4 separate regions of the Mus musculus genome follow, and regions 2, 3 and 4 are each linked to region 1. Evidence: chromatin contacts called from public HiCAR-type and promoter capture Hi-C data. All regions are on one chromosome and are shown on one strand. Each heading gives the region's core, a stretch centred on a gene start, on an enhancer-like site or on the middle of the called end of the contact. The rest is flanking DNA. Distances are from core to core; before and after follow the strand shown.

Evidence for each region. Promoter capture Hi-C pulls out the DNA fragments that hold promoters and counts their contacts. HiCAR-type assays count read pairs that join an accessible place to other places.
Region 2: a HiCAR-type map of fibro-adipogenic progenitors shows a contact between it and region 1, with 10 times the contacts expected there. The contact joins the enhancer-like site here to the promoter of Lsm11 in region 1. A contact is called at or near these places in 17 of 39 promoter capture datasets (the 3T3-L1 cell line, 3T3-L1-derived adipocytes, HPC-7-derived erythroid cells and 11 more), 10 of 115 datasets of contacts at active chromatin or transcription factors (acute myeloid leukemia, bone marrow-derived macrophages, double positive thymocytes and 7 more) and 2 of 9 other capture datasets (macrophages and pancreatic islet).
Region 3: a promoter capture Hi-C map of stem cell-derived epiblast-like cells shows a contact between it and region 1, with 4 times the contacts expected there. The contact joins the enhancer-like site here to the promoter of Lsm11 in region 1. A contact is called at or near these places in 5 of 39 promoter capture datasets (embryonic stem cells, hippocampal neurons, liver and 2 more) and 2 of 115 datasets of contacts at active chromatin or transcription factors (embryonic forebrain and stem cell-derived neural progenitor cells).
Region 4: a contact with region 1 is called in a promoter capture Hi-C map of pre-B cells, with 2.5 times the contacts expected there. The contact joins the enhancer-like site here to the promoter of Lsm11 in region 1. A contact is called at or near these places in 4 of 39 promoter capture datasets (the 3T3-L1 cell line, hippocampal neurons, liver and 1 more) and 4 of 115 datasets of contacts at active chromatin or transcription factors (embryonic forebrain, embryonic hindbrain, forebrain and 1 more).

Annotation. Positions count from the first base shown.
Region 1 is chr11:45,942,498-45,946,744 of GRCm38.p6, forward strand. It overlaps Lsm11 (U7 snRNP-specific Sm-like protein LSM11), which reads right to left and starts at 2,438. Exons shown (of 4, transcript NM_028185.2): 1 at 1,965-2,438. The coding sequence starts at 2,415. Thg1l (tRNA-histidine guanylyltransferase 1-like (S. cerevisiae)) reads right to left here. Exons shown (of 6, transcript NM_001080969.3): 6 at 2,808-4,247.
Region 2 is chr11:44,558,364-44,562,610 of GRCm38.p6, forward strand. Rnf145 (ring finger protein 145) reads left to right here. Exons shown (of 11, transcript NM_028862.4): 9 at 1,609-1,756; 10 at 3,102-3,458. Among named protein-coding and RNA genes, the nearest start is that of 4930597A21Rik, 26 kb to the right of the region's middle. Within about 2 kb of position 2,183, at least 15 of the 459 cell types and tissues checked have an H3K27ac peak or open chromatin away from gene starts, as enhancers often do. A contact at or near this core is called in fibro-adipogenic progenitors and pancreatic islet, where this site is marked.
Region 3 is chr11:44,744,788-44,749,034 of GRCm38.p6, forward strand. The region is part of intron 6 of Ebf1 (early B cell factor 1); the gene reads left to right. Among named protein-coding and RNA genes, the nearest start is that of Ebf1, 130 kb to the left of the region's middle. Within about 2 kb of position 2,099, at least 31 of the 459 cell types and tissues checked have an H3K27ac peak or open chromatin away from gene starts, as enhancers often do. A contact at or near this core is called in embryonic stem cells and stem cell-derived epiblast-like cells, where this site is marked.
Region 4 is chr11:44,891,145-44,895,391 of GRCm38.p6, forward strand. The region is part of intron 8 of Ebf1 (early B cell factor 1); the gene reads left to right. Among named protein-coding and RNA genes, the nearest start is that of Gm51859, 200 kb to the right of the region's middle. Within about 2 kb of position 1,962, at least 71 of the 459 cell types and tissues checked have an H3K27ac peak or open chromatin away from gene starts, as enhancers often do. A contact at or near this core is called in pre-B cells, where this site is marked.

The DNA of each region.
Region 1 (4,247 bases), core at 1,188-3,687:
GGTCATTTGCTTAGTCAACAGCTGAGCCAACACTCAGTCCAAGCAGCTACGAGTATCCTGACCTTTAATTATGTCAACCTGAAAATAATAATGACCACCACCTTAACAATGGACAGAAAGTAGTCACTCGGGATGTTGACGAAAACTTCCCAATTAGAGAATGTCACTGTCCTAAATGTTTTCAAATGTTTATGAGTTTAACCCTTACAGAGCCAGACAGTCACTATTACTGCTTTCACTAACCACGTTGGAAAATTCAGGCCCAAGGGTGTAACTTGCCTAAAATAAAACAGTCAGAAATGAGAGATGCCAGTGTTCAAACTTAAGTGAAGCCTATACACTATGAGAAGGGCTAACCTCTGCTATACATAAAGTGTACTGAATAACTTGAGTTTTCAAGATTGTGTAGTCATTCGTGCCCTTCCTTCAAATCCTAACATGGCCCTTGGAGAAACTCCTTAACAAATCTAACCCTGGTGCTTTGGTCACTTGCTTGCTTTCTGGAGGCTATTCTTTGCGGTATCCACCCATCTCTCGCGGTACTCCATCTGCTTCAGGGTTTCAGTGATGAGGGCTAACACCTTGAGTGAGGTCTTAACTCCAGAAATGAACTTAGTCGTGAGAGCCAGGTGGAGCTGGTCCTCTCACAGTCCTGAGAGCACAGGAAACCCAGAACTGCTCTCAAGTGTTTCCCGAGACAATCTTGGTAGCAAGGAGGTAGCAGGAATAAGTGTCACACTCTGAGACTTGGGTGCAATTCAATAACCTCACAGTGGCAACACACATAGGCAAAAAGAAAGTACTGTAGCAGCTTGTTCCAGAGCCAGGCACGCTCTGTCTTTCTGCTCCGGCTGTGAGAGCCAGCTCTGGGAAATCCTGGCTGTGCTGGGAGGATCTGGTACAGTATGCCAGCCCACAAAGGCTCCGGCAGCAGCGCACTGCTTTTCAGGGTCTTTCTCTCTTAATAAACAAATTTCTAGGAACATAACAAAACAAAATCTCTCACTGAGTTCACACCTTCCATTCCAAAAGAAGCCACTTTAACATTGTAACGATTTAATTAGCAGGCTACAGAAGCTATGACTGGCTAAGTAGGTCATTATGTTCACAGGGCAGATGTCATAACTATTTGATATAGCCCTAGGCTGTTTTTATTCCATTTAAACAAGATCTAAATAGCACATTAGAACCTTTGCTGTTTAAGGCTTCATTCATCCTGCGGATCTATTAGGAAGCTGCAAGAAATTCTCTTGTGCCATTTCTACCTTTAGAATTTTAAAACAACCTGCACACAGGGTAACCTGAGCCTGACAGATAGTCCTGCCCCAGCCAGCCAGTAGCTGTAAAACCGCACCTGTGTTTTGGTAGCATTCTGTGTCTGCGGCACTCCAACACTAGTGATTTAATGTGAACACAAGCCGATCAAGTCCCTGCAGCCCAGGCGGAAACGGCACCCCAGGCGGGGCTGTCAGTTCCCATGCTGGGATAGGAGACGTCTCTTGTGCTATTATGTGAACATATCCATCTCCTCACTCTCCACCTGACCCTCAAATCCCACACACCTTCAGACTGGCTGTGCTCCAACACAACTTCTGTACACCTCCTCAACTCCCTGCAGTGGTCCCCAAGACCTCTCATCATTTCTGCAGACCTCTGATGTTCGCCCCATCCCCCCAAACTGTCTACAAGCCCTACAATCGCTCCGTAAGCCTCATCACTACCGCAGCCCCTCTGCAGCTCCTCACTACCTGGGGGACATTCCTCCGGACATGATAGCCTGTGCAGATCTCCCCCACCCCCACCTCATCCCCACCGCCGTGGGTCGTCACTCTCCCTGTTCCTCAACTCGTGCACAGTCTCTGTGACTCACAGGTGACCGTGCCCGCGCCCCCACGGCCCTCGAGACTCCCGCAGACGCCCTTTGCAAGCCCTGCCTAGACCTCCGGCCGCCCCACAGCACTCACAAGGCATCCGCGTAAGCACATTGCGGGGTGCCTTCTTGCTGCGCCCCGGGCCCTGGCGTCGCGCTCCGGCCGTGCCGTCCGTGTCCTCCTTGACCACCATGAGCCGGCGCAGGCGCTGGATGCGCTCGGGATCCGGGGTGGGCGCGGCGCGGCGACGGGCCCTGGACGAGCTCCCGGCTCCCGTGGAGGTTCCGGTGGAGGTTCCCGCCGAGGCCGGCTCCCCCGTGCCCCGAGCCCGACCGCGCCCGGTGCGCCCGCCCTTCAGGAAGCTCTCGTACTCCGCCACGTTGTTGAAGCAGGGCGCGTTGGGGTAGGGAATGGGCGGCAGGCGAGGTGCGTACAAGGCCAGCAGCGGGTCGAAGCTGTAGGAGCTGACGTCCAGCCGCGGGCTGGGCGGGCTGGCTGGGCTGCCGGCGCGAGCCGACCTCGCCCCCCACTCGCGCTCCTCCATGTTTGAAAGGCCCGCAAGCAGAAGCCGATGGGCGGGAGGAAGGAGCCGAGCCGCCAGAGGGCGGCACTGCGCAGCCGCAGCCGCGGCTCAAGGGGACGCACTGCGCAGCCGCGGCCACCAGGGGGCAGCATAGATTCGCTCTGGAGAGCAGCAGGGGGCGTGGCGCAAGGCAGGGGCGTGCTGAGAGGCGTGACCTGCTCAGGCCTCGCTCCGCCTCCACAGACAGCAGACAGGTTGAGGCTGTCCTCTTGACCTTTTTGTTACTAAAGAAGATACTGTTTATTAGTTCTCGTTTCCCTCCCCCATTGATATTAACTATCTCTTCTGAATTTGAGATCTAACGTCAACAAAATATACAAGTAGGGACACATTATTCGAAAACAAAGCCAACATTTTGGAGGCAGTAACAATTAACCATTTATTTAGTAAAACTCACTGATATTCACAGACAGCTTAGAATGGTTGATGCTCCAGACTCGGGGGGTAGACCCCAAGAGCAGCATTTTAAAGTCCCAGGATGTTCTCTGTTGTTCGGCTTGAGCTGGAGGCAAAGGACAGGAAGACAAGACATATCCCATTTTTCATTCCTGTTAAGTATATTCCTGATGTGGATCAGGCTAGCCTGTCTAAGCTCAAATTACTGAGCCTCTTTTGAGTTCTTATTGTCGTCTGAAATATGACAGGAAGGGTACAGAGTATACAGTGGGTGCATGCTAGATGGTTGAGTGCTATAAAAGACGGGTGACTACATCCTCACTTCCTTTCCCTGCCCACTAAGTTTAGAGAACACTTGGTATCAAAGAAAAGAAAACTGACTCCTTGATGTTCTCCTGACTACTGCAAAATCCAAAGAATCAACACTATTTTTTAGCTCTAGTTCAGCAAAAACTCTTTAAGATATATTTCATGTGTATGCTTGTCGGCATGTATGCCTGTGCACTATGAGCAATCAGACATACACACAGAGGCCAGAGAATGCTGGATCCCCTGAGTTGTGCTCGTTGTGAGCTACCATGTGGGTTCTGGGTCTTCCTTCGGAAGAATAGCCATCTCTTCAACCCCAAAGGAATGGTTTTAAAAGTGAGACTCCTGGAGGTAAGTCCCTCCCCATCCAGCATAGCTGTCTTGCTTCTTGCCATCTCCAGCCACACAAGTCATTCTCCGAAGTGCCACCACCTTCTCAAAGTATCAACCGGCATTCAGCCCGCGCTAGCTGCTTTGGGGTCTTCTTTACTTTCTGTAAGTTTGAAAATGTGGCCCAAAAGAACACTTGACTATCTTTAAGACAGAGATGAAACTTAGCACACTGCCACCACCGTGTGAGCTGCATCGTAGGAGGGAAACACACAGACGAAATAAAGAGCAAGCTTTGGGTAGGTAATGGTACTTGATGACACTTGTGTTCAACCCCGGTTTATTGCTTTAAAAATCCCCTGCCTGCATGAAAACTTCCAGCACCATTCAATGACTGAAAACTTCCAGCACCATTCAATGACTATCTCAGGGCATGCCCAGAGGGAGACTTCCCTGGATCTGAAAGCACACACTTTCTCCAGCGGTTGTCAATGAAACTTGGGTCTTTATTCCCTACTTGGCCAATTTTGATATAACATGCTATCAACCTACCATTAAGTTAAATTTGCTCATCAGGAGCTAATGATCTTACTGCCTCTCTAGTATGCTGAGGGAATTGCTTGCCCAAAGTGCTATAATGTTCATAGCTGTGTATCAGAAACATTTGGGCTTTTAAAAAAATCACTGAAGAGTCCCAAACATCCACATGGATATCTTACATTGGCACTTTCAAATTCAACATTCAAATGAACATTTTA
Region 2 (4,247 bases), core at 933-3,432, 1.4 Mb before region 1:
TCTCTCCAGCCCTTAATGGAAATTCTTGATGCCATGTGGGACCAAATAAAATTGGGAGCTGGATCTGTGTACATCTAGTATTCAGAGAAAGCTTAAATTATATTTACTTTTATTATTTAAAAAGTATTGTTTTATTTTTCTGTGGGCCATGTACAGGTATGCAGTCATATTTCTGGAAGCCAGAGATTGATGTCAGATCAGAGAGTCTTCATGAGTGAGCGCATGCCTGCTTGCCTGCCTGTCTGTGTGTGTGTGTGTGTGTGTGTGTGTGTGTGTGTGTGTGTGTGTCTCTGTGTCAGTGTATGTGTCAGAGGTTGATATTGGGTCAAGGTCTCTTACTAAGCCTGGAGCTCACTGATTGGCTACACTGCCTGGCTGTTCAGCCCCAAGGATCTTCTTGGCTGTCCGTAGGCTGCACTGAGGCTATAGACACTAACAAGTGAGCTGATGGTGTGGTGGCTGCAACCCTAGACATTTTAAAAGACCTAAAACCCAAACTATTATTGCTTCCAAGATACTGCTTGGCATACCGGGCATATCTGGCTTAGTGGTAGAAGATTTGCTTAGACTGTTTGGAGACTTTAGATCAGTATCTGGCACCTAAAACAAACACACAAAACTGACTGTACTATTTTGGTTCGTAGTTCATACAAGAGATCCCAGATAAAACTGGTTACAATTCACTGTCACCATTTTCCCCCCAGCTTTCCCTCATATTTTGATGGTTGGTTCTAGAATTTGGTTCTGAATTTGTTGCATGGAGGAAGTAGTCTCTTGGGAGGTAGAATTGTGAGAGCAGATTTGTGAGATAATTCTTAAATTAGCTTATAATTACAGCTGTTCAGCTTTGCTTGAGTGCCCCATAGTCCGCTTGGGCAAACCTTTCGTAACGTCCTCTGAGAAGGTACCGTGGCTGAAAAAGTCAGTTTCCTGTGCCTCCAGCTCCTGGCCGTGTGTCAGTCTCAGTGAGTGTAGTGAATCCCAGTTACTGGGGCTAGATTTCAAGTTGGCGGTTTCTCCATAAAGCCTGTCAGGTGGAGAGCCCGTGCACACTGCTACCTGCACTTGGCTATACTTCATATCTGCTGATTCTGAAAGTGTCTTTTAAAGAGTACATTAAGTAATTTTGCATATTGATGGGTGTGCTAGAACACTATAGAACGTTTATAAAAGCTGATGAGAAAGATCCCGATTGCTCCATAAGAACTGGTATGGTTCTGCATCCCTTCAGGGTGCTGTGTCAGGCTCACTTTTGGTCCTTCGCCACCAGAAGCTGACTCAGAGCCTTGCCTGAGGGTCTGGGCTATTGCTGGAGTTGGTGTCTCTGCTAGCATTACTTGTGGTTGGAGCAGCATTCGCTAAAGCAGGGTTCCCTCTTGGCTGTGGGAGGAAAACAAAAGTAGACCACTGGGTGCCCCGACCCTGTATGCTCCACCCTTAGTGGTTTATAGAAGGACACTGGTAGCTATAGTGAACGGAAAAGCCATGAGAAAACCTAACCCACCACAAGTGACTCCAGAACTAAGGAACCGCTGTTGTGCCCTCACCGCCGTGGTGAGGAATCAGTTTGTGAACGGCTTGACTGTAAGACTCTTGTGCCTTGTCCAGGAGTTTGTGGAAACACTTCCGTGCTGTGAGCCTCTGCTTGTTCCTCCTCGTGTTCCCTGCGTATATGGCCTACATGATTTGCCAGTTCTTCCACATGGACTTCTGGCTTCTCATCATCATCTCCAGCAGCATCCTTACCTCTCTCCAGGTGAGCCTCACAGTGACGCTGTGCCCCTGGTGGCCTGTGTTCTGAGATGAGTGAGTGGCTTCGGGCTCCTGCCACTCTGCGTTCTTTATTAGAGCATCCTGCATACTGATGAAGTGTGATATGAAAATGCGAAACTGTCATGTGGTCAAAACTGTCTTCATGATTGCAAGTATGAGACTTGCATGTCATGAAGATACTAGTTTTAGTAAACGTTACTTAACCCGGGTGGTGTTCCATTTGTGGTGATGACAAAAAGCCTTTGGCTTTACTTTTATTATGGTGAAAAAAGTATTTAGAATTAGCCATCTGGACTGAGTTTAGGTGATCCCAGTTTTGTTGGCAAAATCCACATCATCACAATCATGAGCCCGCTACACACGTGCCTTCTCCCTGTCCAGACTGAGCAGGGCGGAGGAGGTTTTCTCGGGCGGTTTGCTCTGGGGTTTGTTGGCCCTGACATCCACGGGTTGGCGGGGAACACAGTGCACTGTGCCTTCTTTAGTCTTCATGGCTGACTCCGCTCTGGCTCAGGGAGCTTAGTGGTGGCAGAGCACCCAAGCTTGTGCCTCCTGGGCAAGCTTTCTTTTCCAGGCTGTTGGGGTTGCCTTCCATCACTGCCTACTTTCTTGGCTGTGGGAGGGAGAGCCTAGAGGCCTCCTCCTTTATTTTTAAAGCCATCATGGCAAAAAGTGCACAAAGACAGGCAAAACAAAGCAAAGCAGCAACAACAGAAAATGTAATTAAGACTTGCACATGTTTGTTTGTTTGTTTTTTCAAAATGGTAACGTTCTTTTTTAAATTGCCAAAAAACCATAACACTGAAATATCTTAGAGCTTGTTTAGAATGGGCTTTTCAAAGTAAATGTCTACTCAAAATACCCTTGTAATATAAATCTATACAACTCACATATGCACATGCATGATGTGTGCCATAAACATACATAGCTAATGTATGTGCCACACAGACAGACATGTGTTTCATATGTATGAACAACATCACCAGGATGCAGCAAGCTTTTTTGCAGAGGTCTCTGCTGCCTGGCCAGTAAGAGGTGACAGGAAATGTGGTTCTGGAAACGATGCTTTCAGCCCTGTTCCTTGTAGAGGTGAAGTGTTTTGAGAGACAAGGACTGGACGGATGAGGAATGAGGAAGGTCGGGTGGGCCTGAGGAGACTGAACACTGCTTCTGAAGGTGCAGCGTCTGCTCTCTCAGTAACTGGTCACTGTCACCCACACACAGCCTTCAGTGGGTACCAAGAGTTCATGTGTTATTATTTTAAACTCAGGGAGAATGCTTTTCTTATGATCACATTTATCTTAATATACATACTCTTCCCTCCCCAGGTTCTGGGAACACTTTTTATTTACGTCTTATTTATGGTTGAGGAATTCCGCAAAGAGCCCGTGGAAAACATGGATGACGTCATCTACTACGTGAATGGCACTTATCGTCTGCTGGAGTTTGTTGTGGCCCTCTGTGTGGTGGCCTACGGCGTCTCAGAGACCATCTTTGGAGAGTGGACTGTGATGGGCTCCATGATCATCTTCATCCATTCCTACTACAACGTGTGGCTTCGTGCCCAGCTGGGCTGGAAGAGTTTCCTTCTGCGCAGGGACGCTGTGAATAAGATTAAGTCTCTCCCTGTCGCGACGCAGGAGCAGCTGGAGAAACACAACGACATCTGCGCCATCTGTTACCAGGTGACCTGCTCAGGGGGAGTCTGCTGATAGGTCAGGCGGGGTAGACCTCGGGGCCGCAGCATGCACCAGTCACAGTGTAAATTTCCGGGCACAATTAATCTCTGGATTGGAAAGGGATAATGGGGCTCATAGATTAGAGTAATAAAGCCCTGATATAAACATATCCATTTTAGTTCTAAGTTCAGTTTTAATATAGTCTTTCAAGTTCTAATTATTATTGTTTCCAACATTATTGCTCACCCATAAATAAAGGAAAAACAGGTTAGGTGTATTTTATATTATTACTGACTACACACACAGACACAGTGTTCATGTGTATGTGTGATTAAATATATCCTAGCAACCAGGAGTCAGCAACTTCAGAAAAGTGCTGTGCCAAGATTTTGACTCTTCTTAATATCTTCTGGGTGGGGAAGAAGCATCCAGACTTCATGGTGGGTGACAGAATGCTGCTCTCTATCAGAGACTTTCAGTCCTGTGGGGTTCGGAAAGTGGTGGTAGAAGCAGGCGGAAGGGTCCTATTGAGGGTAGACAGACTGCCTGCCATCCATACAGCTCTGGCCCCAGACCGAGATGATGGTTACCCTGTAGTACAAGTGAAAGATATGTCATCTTGGGAACATAGTGAGTTTGGTCCCCAGTCACCTGGGGACTGTCAGGGGGACTGAGTTGCAGCATTTAGCACTAAGCTGCACTCCTGGAGGTGTAGACAAAGTTACCTGGCAACAGCTGCAACCAGGCCCCGAGTAAACTCACTGGGAGTGTAGGCTGGTGGCAGCCAGCCATAGA
Region 3 (4,247 bases), core at 849-3,348, 1.2 Mb before region 1:
AATTCCCGCCCCACGTGTTTGTGCCCAACCGAGCTTCTCATGTGACACTGGTTCCAGTTTTTAACTTCTGTTTGTAAGTTGTCTGTGACATTTTGCTTCAGGCTGGTGCATGATAGTGTTAGGGGTATCTGAAATCTTAGAGTCCTCCCCTTACCTTCCATTCCCCTCTCTTGATGTTGCCTTTGTTCTCTTCCTACCCCTGCCAACTCCTTTTTGTTTTTCTTCCCAAACCCAAAAGCCTTTTGTTTAAAGAGTTGGGTAAAATATGATGTCACTAAACAGAATTTAAAACTTTAGGAGCGATCCATTTTTCTTCTTACTATTCACCAGACCTGGGATTTGTTTCATATTAAAAACAAATCTCATTTTCTTACTCGGGGAAACACAGCAGACAACAGTTAACACCCGGTGTGAGACTTGGGGTTTTCATTCAGATGAGTTGTCTATAGTTTGCTGGTGTGTTTGTTTATTTGAATCTGGGCTGCAGAAGGAGAAACGGGTGGTTTAGGAGACTAGGTTTTCAATGATGTCATTAATCTTTTGTTTTCTCCAGAACCAGGCTTGGGATCAAAAGGGATAAAGTTCCAGTTTATTCTATCAGATTTCCCCCAGTGACCAAGGTCTTAATGCACTACTCTTAAGGAAGTTTTGTTGGTGACCAGAGCTGATGGGGTCTTTGACCATTAAACAATACCCATTAGTCAAAGTCCTGAGGCTACCATCTCTGAATGGCGTTTTCTTCTAAGTGTGCCATTAGTTAGTATAATGGACTGATGTCTGTCTGCTTTTGGGGCAGTTCAGAATGGTACAAGGAAGACCCCTTTTTAAGAAGATGTGATGTTTTTTCTTTGGGCTGTATACATGTTCCCTGAAACAGTTTTAGCTCTTGAGCAACAATAAACATTAATGGTTTCAGTAAAGCCTTTATGATCTCCCAGGTCAGAAATCTTTTATTTTCCCTTAAAGTCTCAAGTATGGATTTACAAAATACTCTTCAAAACCATTATAGTCTTTTGGGTAAATAGTTTTCATTTAAAAACATTTTTATAATACACACATTTTAACGTGTTCTAAATATGTATTTTTACGATTGATCATGACAGCGCCTTAAAGAGCCATTATTGCCTATCAGGGAGATAATGTGTGTGTGTATTCAAGAGATTGTCTACAAAGAAAATCTCTAAACTGTGTTTATTTCCAATGAGGAGGGCTTTTTTTTTTCTCTCACCAATAAGCTTGAAAAAATTATGCAAAATGGTAGAAATTGAGGCTTATCATCAAGGGGAAGCAGTTCAGGGTTGCAGATTTTGGTAGTGCCTCTTAAGTGACAACTGAGAATTTCCACAGTGTAAAAGCAGAATCGCTGCCTGAGCTTACTTGAGACAGGGAACTCGCTCACCAAAGTTTTGTGTGGTTTTGCCAGACTTTCTGCCTCAAGTTCATATTCCTCCAAAGACAAGGCTATGGTTTCATTGGTCCCTCTGAGCCAGAGGCTGCCATCCAGTTAAAGTAACTGGAAAGCAGACAGACTAGGGTAACCATTTGTTGGTTGTGAAGATATTGTTAGGAGGATGTAGGTCATAAAAGAGTATCTTGGAGAGAAACAAGGGAGATGAATGGGGAAGTAAAAGAGTGCGAGGAAGCCTCATGTATTCCTTTCTTGGGTCCCACAAGTCACACAAAGGCCTTAGGATTTTCCTTTGAGGAAGAAGGGAAGCCATTGAAGTTGGGGGACATTGCCCAAACCCTCCCTGTTTGCTTGTCATTTGCTTGGATACCCTAGGTCTGCCAGAATTTTCTGAATAAAATCCTAAAACCATTGCAGTTCCATGTTCATCTTTTAAAGCATGGCTTCTCTAGCATGTCCTTTCATGCAAGTCTGCCCTTGACTCATAAAGATGTGATTTTGGAATAAAACCGTTTCACTCACTACAGCTCTTCCTTTCTGATCCCGTTTTATAGTTCTGTTCCCCCTGAACTATCTTTCTAGCTAAGGGACAATTGTGGATCCCGATAGGCGAGGCAGTGTATGCCTCCTTGGGTGGGGTGAATGCAAAGAAGTCAGCTGAGCTTTGAGTGACAGGAAGCCCAGCTGGGCAGGGGAAAGATAGGGAGGGAGAGAGAGAGCAGCTGTGAATGCAGATTGAAGTGGCCAGGCAAGACAATGGCCTGGCATGATAAGCACCTTTCCAGCAAAGGTCATCAGCCTGTCACACAGACACAACAGCCACACCTTGGCTTTTGTGTTAGCTCAAGTTTCATTCAGGAGAGAAGTCTGTGTGGATCTCTGAGAGAAAGGTTAAAGATCACTGCAGCAATTAGCAAGTTGATCAAGGAAGAGACATAAGATATCCACATTCATATGTCTTGTCTCGAATATATAAGCACCCTTCTGCTCTCTTCTGTAGCAGAAGGACTCTATTCTAGCTTTAGATGACCCCTCTCTCAACACTGGGCAGCAATTTGAAAACAGTCTAAATTCTCCCTGACTTTGCTGAGGTGGGGGTGAGAGGGCACCCCAGGGGCTTAGCTCTTAGAGGCTAATATGGACTAGGTAATGGCTTGTTGAGCTTTTGAGAAGTCAGATTTTTTGTCCCAGAGCTTATCCTCTTCAGGCTTTGAGGCCACCTGTAGTATCTTTAAAAGGACATCTTTGCCCGTCTTCCCCCTTGCCTTTTGTAGTACTTCTTTCCCACCCCCCCCCCTCACCCCCAGAAAAAGTTCCCTGGAGGCTTAGGGGCAATTCTCATCTTCCTTCTTCTTTCCTGCATGTGTGCATATGTGTAGTATGTGGTGGGTATGGATCTAGGCATGTGGAGGTTACAGGGTAAACTCAGGTAGCTTCATATTCCATGTCTTCGAGGCGGGTCTCTTCATTGCTTCCTGTGGTTCACATGCCTGGCTAGCAGAGCCTCTGTTGTTGTAGCACGGGTCCTCTTCGAACCTGCTCTTGGGAGTCGACTGGTGACCCCAGTGAAGGAAGCAAAGAAAGAACAGGTGCCGAGTCCTGGAGTTTGATACCACAAAGCGAGTTCACGTCATGTTTGCCAGCTATTCGCTTATCTTGTCAGCCTAGCTCCCAAATTTGGTTGGTTTTGTTGTTGTTGTTGTTTTGTTTCTTAATTCCTTCCTTCCTTCCTTCCTTCCTTCCTTCCTTCCTTCCTTCCTTCCTTCCTTCCTCCCTCCCTCCCTCCCTCCCTTCCTTCCTTCCATAATCTGATTATAGAGAATCTGGATTCGCAGGCTTTCCTCAGCAGGCTATTTCCTGAGACATACCCAACGGCTTTCCTCACCAAATTACCATCTAAATATGAACTTACTTTTCTTTCTTTTTAAAAAAAGATTTATTTATTTATTTTTTTATATGTGAGTACACTGTAGCTGTTTTCAGACACTCCAGAAGATGGCATCAGATTTTTGTTACGGATGGTTGTGAGCCACCATGTGGTTGCTGGAATTTGAACTCAGGACCTTTGGAAGAGCAGTCGGTGCTCTTAACCGCTGAGCCATCTCACCAGCCCGAACTTACTTTTCTTAAGAATAAGGTTTAGGCATTGTTATTCCCAACGCACAGATGAGAAGTTGACCTCAGGGATGGCTCAGTGGCCTCCTTCCCTTTCCACCTCTACAAGACCGGAAGAGGAAACTCCTCCCAACTCTGACACTTTGACCAAAACCTCTTCCTAAAAGCTCCTTTGGAGACTAGGGAGATGGCTCAGTAGGTACAGAACTTGCTACACAAGCACAAGGACCTGGGTTCAGATTCTCAGTACACATGGAACATGACAGAAGTGGCAGCCTGTGTCATAAGCCATGGCCAGGAGGTGGAGGCAGGAGATCTCAGAGGCTCATTGGCCACCTAGTCTAGATGATTCCACGAGTTCCAAGTTTACTGTCCTAAAAAATAAGATGGAGAGAGAGGATGTCCCCTGATACTGACTTCTGGCTTTCATGGTCATGCATGCCTATGGACAGACAGACAGATAGACAGACACACACAAACATACACACACACACACACACACACACACACACACACACACACACACACACAGACACACACACTATTATTTTTGTGGTCTCAGTGCTGTGACTCACCCCCCATCTTATTCTCTACTCCCCACTGTAAAGCTCCTGCAAGCGCAAACATGACTGGAAGTCCCTCTTCCTTTCTCTTATGAGGGGAATTCAGCTTCCAGGCGCTGCCCACGGGGGTCTTTTCCTCTCACAGTTGATTTTTATATGCC
Region 4 (4,247 bases), core at 712-3,211, 1.1 Mb before region 1:
AGGAACAATATGGAAAATTGAAGGGCTCAAAGCCTTTCTTATAAAAATGTCTTGGCCTACTGGTCAACTGTGGGAAACTTCCAGCACTCATTATTTGGTTGGATCTAATAAATGAGCGACCGCACTTATTTTAATAAGTTCACTGTGACGTGTTCATTTGAGGAGTGGTGGTGGGGGTCTGTTCTTGTTTTGGCCAGAGATGACAAAACTTTTTTGAAGCTATTTTTTTGTTTGTTTGTTGTTCTGTATTTGATCAATCATGTGTCACAATTCCAATTGTGTTCATTTGTATAGTTCATTGTTCCAAGCCAGGGCCCTCCGTTGCTCTGGCTTTTCATTGGAGACTCCCTCATGTGAGAATTCAAAAGGAATCACGCAGTGGCAATATGGAAATAAACACTTCCATGTCCTGTTCCTAAGCCCCTGTTTATAACGTGGTGTGTCGGAACAGTTAGGCCTGAAGTAAAGATTCATTTGATTTAATTATATGTTTTTTAATGCATGTGTTTCTGTATGTGGGTACGTGAGTTTGGGTGCCTGAGGAGGCCAGAGCTTCAGGCTACTCTGGAGGTGTAGTTACAGGCAGCTGTGAGCTACCAGCTGTGAGTGCAGAGAGCTGAAGTTGAGTCCTCTGCAAGAGCTGTATGTGCTCTACACCACTGTACCATCTCTTCAATCTCTAATTTTTCTCTTTATTTTGTCAGTTTTACTTACGGAAATTTGTTAAGATGGAGCTTTCTCTTGCTTTCATACATGGCTTTGAGGATGGACTAGGAATTCTCTGGCCCTTTGTCCCCTCATCATTAAGTGGAGGTTTGGGATCGCCCTTCAAGCTCTGATGATTCTGTGAGAATGTCTCTGACTTCGTGAGGAACTACAGACACAGCTTTTCGGGGTAGCGACCCAAACACCGAGGTGATAGTTCTGCCGAGTTAAACTCACAGGCTAGCATAGTCAAAATGTCAAGCTTTCAGTTCAGTGAGAGACTGTCTCAAGGGGATATGGCAGAAAGTGAGAGAAAAATACCCAATGGATATTCTGCTTGACCATTCGTATGTAGGGGCATGCATACCTGAACACATACAAACTCACACACCAAGATCTCATTAAGCAGCCTAGGCTGGCTCCAAACTCATAATCCATCTACCTCTGTCCCTGAGTTGCAGGGTACAGGTATATATCCCCATGCATGACTTAAGATATCTTACAATAGCTATATGCCTATCTTAATCCATTAGGGAAAAAAACCACAGCTGTTACTTCAAAACGGTGATCTCATGGACATTAGTGCTTAGGGTAAGATCAAGCTTAGAGAAAGTATTAGATGGTTAAAATAAAAATCACAACTCGATAAAATCAAGTAAGTAATTGCCTACATGGTACTGGAATGTAGCAAAATTATGACTTAAGTTTGAAGCATGCTGTTAGAAAGGCTTTAAAGATAAAAAATAATAATTCATTCAATTTAATAGGAAACATGTAAGGCCCTGGGAAATATTCATTTTTATTTTTTCCCAATAAACCCTGTGTTTTTGTTTGTTGTTTGTCTTTTTTTTTTGTTGTTGTTGGTTGAAAGAAAGCTTTTTAGGTTCATTTTGCCATTAAGGTAGAGTTTCTGTTCTAGAGAAATTCTAAAAATCAAAACCTCTCCTAAGATATTGTCTCTATTTTTATTTTTAAACAAGCAATCTCTGTATGTCAGAAGGCAGAGAAGGACACGAAGCAAGAGCAAGCATCGAGCAGAGTCCGCCCAGGCAGCGCCCGCCCAGGCAGCGCATTATGATAATGTGCACAGAACCAGCTGGACACTGAGTTAAGCTGACACTGTGTTGTCAAGGGCAGCATCACCCATCAATTTCCGAGATAGGATTTGAGTTCAAATGGCAGAGAGAGCAGCAACTCTGTTGAGGCTGATGCGTGGGGGAAGGGTGGGGAAGGCAGGACAGGAACCCAGCACGGCTTAAAGGCAGGAAGTCCTGGTGCCTCCGGAAGCCGGTGGCTGCTACCTTCCGGTGTCTGCTACCTTCCCTTCTAACTTTAAATCTGTCAGAAAGCCCCACCTGGGTCCTTGCATGATTAGAGTCTTCTTCATGGGGTGGGGGTGGGATGGGGTGTGAGGGGGTATGGCTGTGTGTGGGTTACTGATACTAATTTTAACTCCCAAGAGAATGGGGTACCAGCTGCTTGAACCGAGGCCAGCGCAGCCCAGGAAACAGGACTCTACGTGGTCTCTTATCCATGGAGGAAGCACATTGTGGGTATAGCGGCAATCGTTTGTTTTGTTTGTTTCTTGTTCTTTGGAGACAGGGTCTCCCGGAGCCCAGGCTATATAGTCAAAGCTGGCCTTGAACTCCCTGCTCTTCCTGCTCCTACCTCCTAGATGCCACATTCACAGGCATGAGCTGCCCAGCTTTGTAAGAGGTGGTTTGTTAGTGCAGGCTGGAAGGATCCTCAACTTTTACTCCACCCACTTCAGTTCTTTCACAACATCAGACCATCAATGATTGCTCATTTGCTTTCCATTCGGTCGTTTATCTGGTCAACAAATATTTACCGGCTCTCTGCCTACTATATTAGATAAGAGAGGGGCAGAGGAGAGCAAAGCCGGGGCCAGCACTAACATGACGAGGTACACAGCTATGTGTACATACCAATTCATATGCAGGAAACAATGATAATCTCGATGATTTAATTGGCAATGTTGATAAGGGCTGTGAAAGAGAAATACAGGTTGCTAAGAAGGCTTAATACAAGGGACCCAGCAGAGTCTGAGGAGTCGGGAAGCTTCTCATATTTGAATGAGTAGCAGTTAGTGAAGTGAAGACGAAAAAAAGTCAATAGGTTGTTTGACTATTACATTGGGATAGACCATTAGACATTTGAGGGGAGAAGGGTGGTGTAGGTCTAAGAATTGCTTCTGAGAAGTGAACTTAGAAATTTTACATGTGTTAGTGTCTCTCTTTTGGTTGGACAAAGAAGTCCATTGTTTCCTTTCCAATCTTGTGGTGAGTGCTACAGCTCCTGGTCCAATAGATTGCACACTACAGATCTGGGCCTGTGTCTCTAGGGATGCTGATTTTGCTGCTGGTGCATGTGGTCTAGTGATGAGTGTTTTGGGAAAAAAAATATTTTTTTAATGCTCTTAACAGCCAGGGGAGGGCAATGCAGTTATAGAATCCACTTAAAAATAAGGGAAACTGAGGCCAACTGTTAAGGAGTTGGGTGTGGCTAAATGAAGAGTCAAGTTGGTTTCTGCACTCTTTAAACTTCCAAGTTGCTAACACAGTTGCTAACACATGGCTACTGTTCTTTCCCATTGTCAAGTCAAAGCCGCTCTCTCTGCGGAGTGGACTTCAGAAGTAGAGGCTCTTGCTATTTGAGCCCGTAATGTAAAACTTGCTCCAGTTGAAACAAATTGACGACATTACTCAAAGGCAAACTGAAAAGCCAGGTCTATGCTCAATCCCAAGGGTGAGTTACTTGGCTTGAGTAGTGATACATGGGAAGGTGCTTTTCTGGGTTAAGATAAAAACTCTTGGTATCACATCTCGCTATCGGGCACCTCATCTCCAGCTCCCTGGGCCAGTATTGCAACCTGAAATACTCAGTGGGCAGAAATGAAACTTTATAGAAATTGGGTGATCATCACCCTTATCAGATGAATATGACGCCATCCGAAGGATTTTAACAACTTTGTGTGTAGGGAAGGGGGCAGTCTGAGGATCGTAGGGCTTTGTAGCTTCCCTGCCCAATGCAAGTTGGCAGGACAGTGGCACAGCTTTTAAGATCCTTCTGTAGCATATGTGCAGGCCAGTCATAGCAGAAGCGCTGATGTGGGAAGCAGACCAGGGCAGGAAGAGAAAATGAAACACCAAAGTAACACTCTCTACACCATGGGGCACACAAATAGGTCTACATCTACCTAACACATATCTGATCATTAAACATGAAAGCAGAACTCTGCTACTAATAGATTCTTATCCCAATCTGTGCAATTGATCAATAATTTATACATGAACACATGCTCCTCTGTGGCTGGCTTATTTGAGGGTTTTAAGCAGCCAGATCCTAGCTGTTTAAAACCACAACCTTTATCTGCAGTTCTAGTCCAGAATGACTTGGGGGACAGGGACAGGGAGGGGTTCAAATCTGAAATGTCATCATACCAGGCTCTTCTATTGACTGTAAAAATGGTATGATATCTGCCATTGTAAAACATTGAGTGGATAGCACACAGTTTGGCTGTT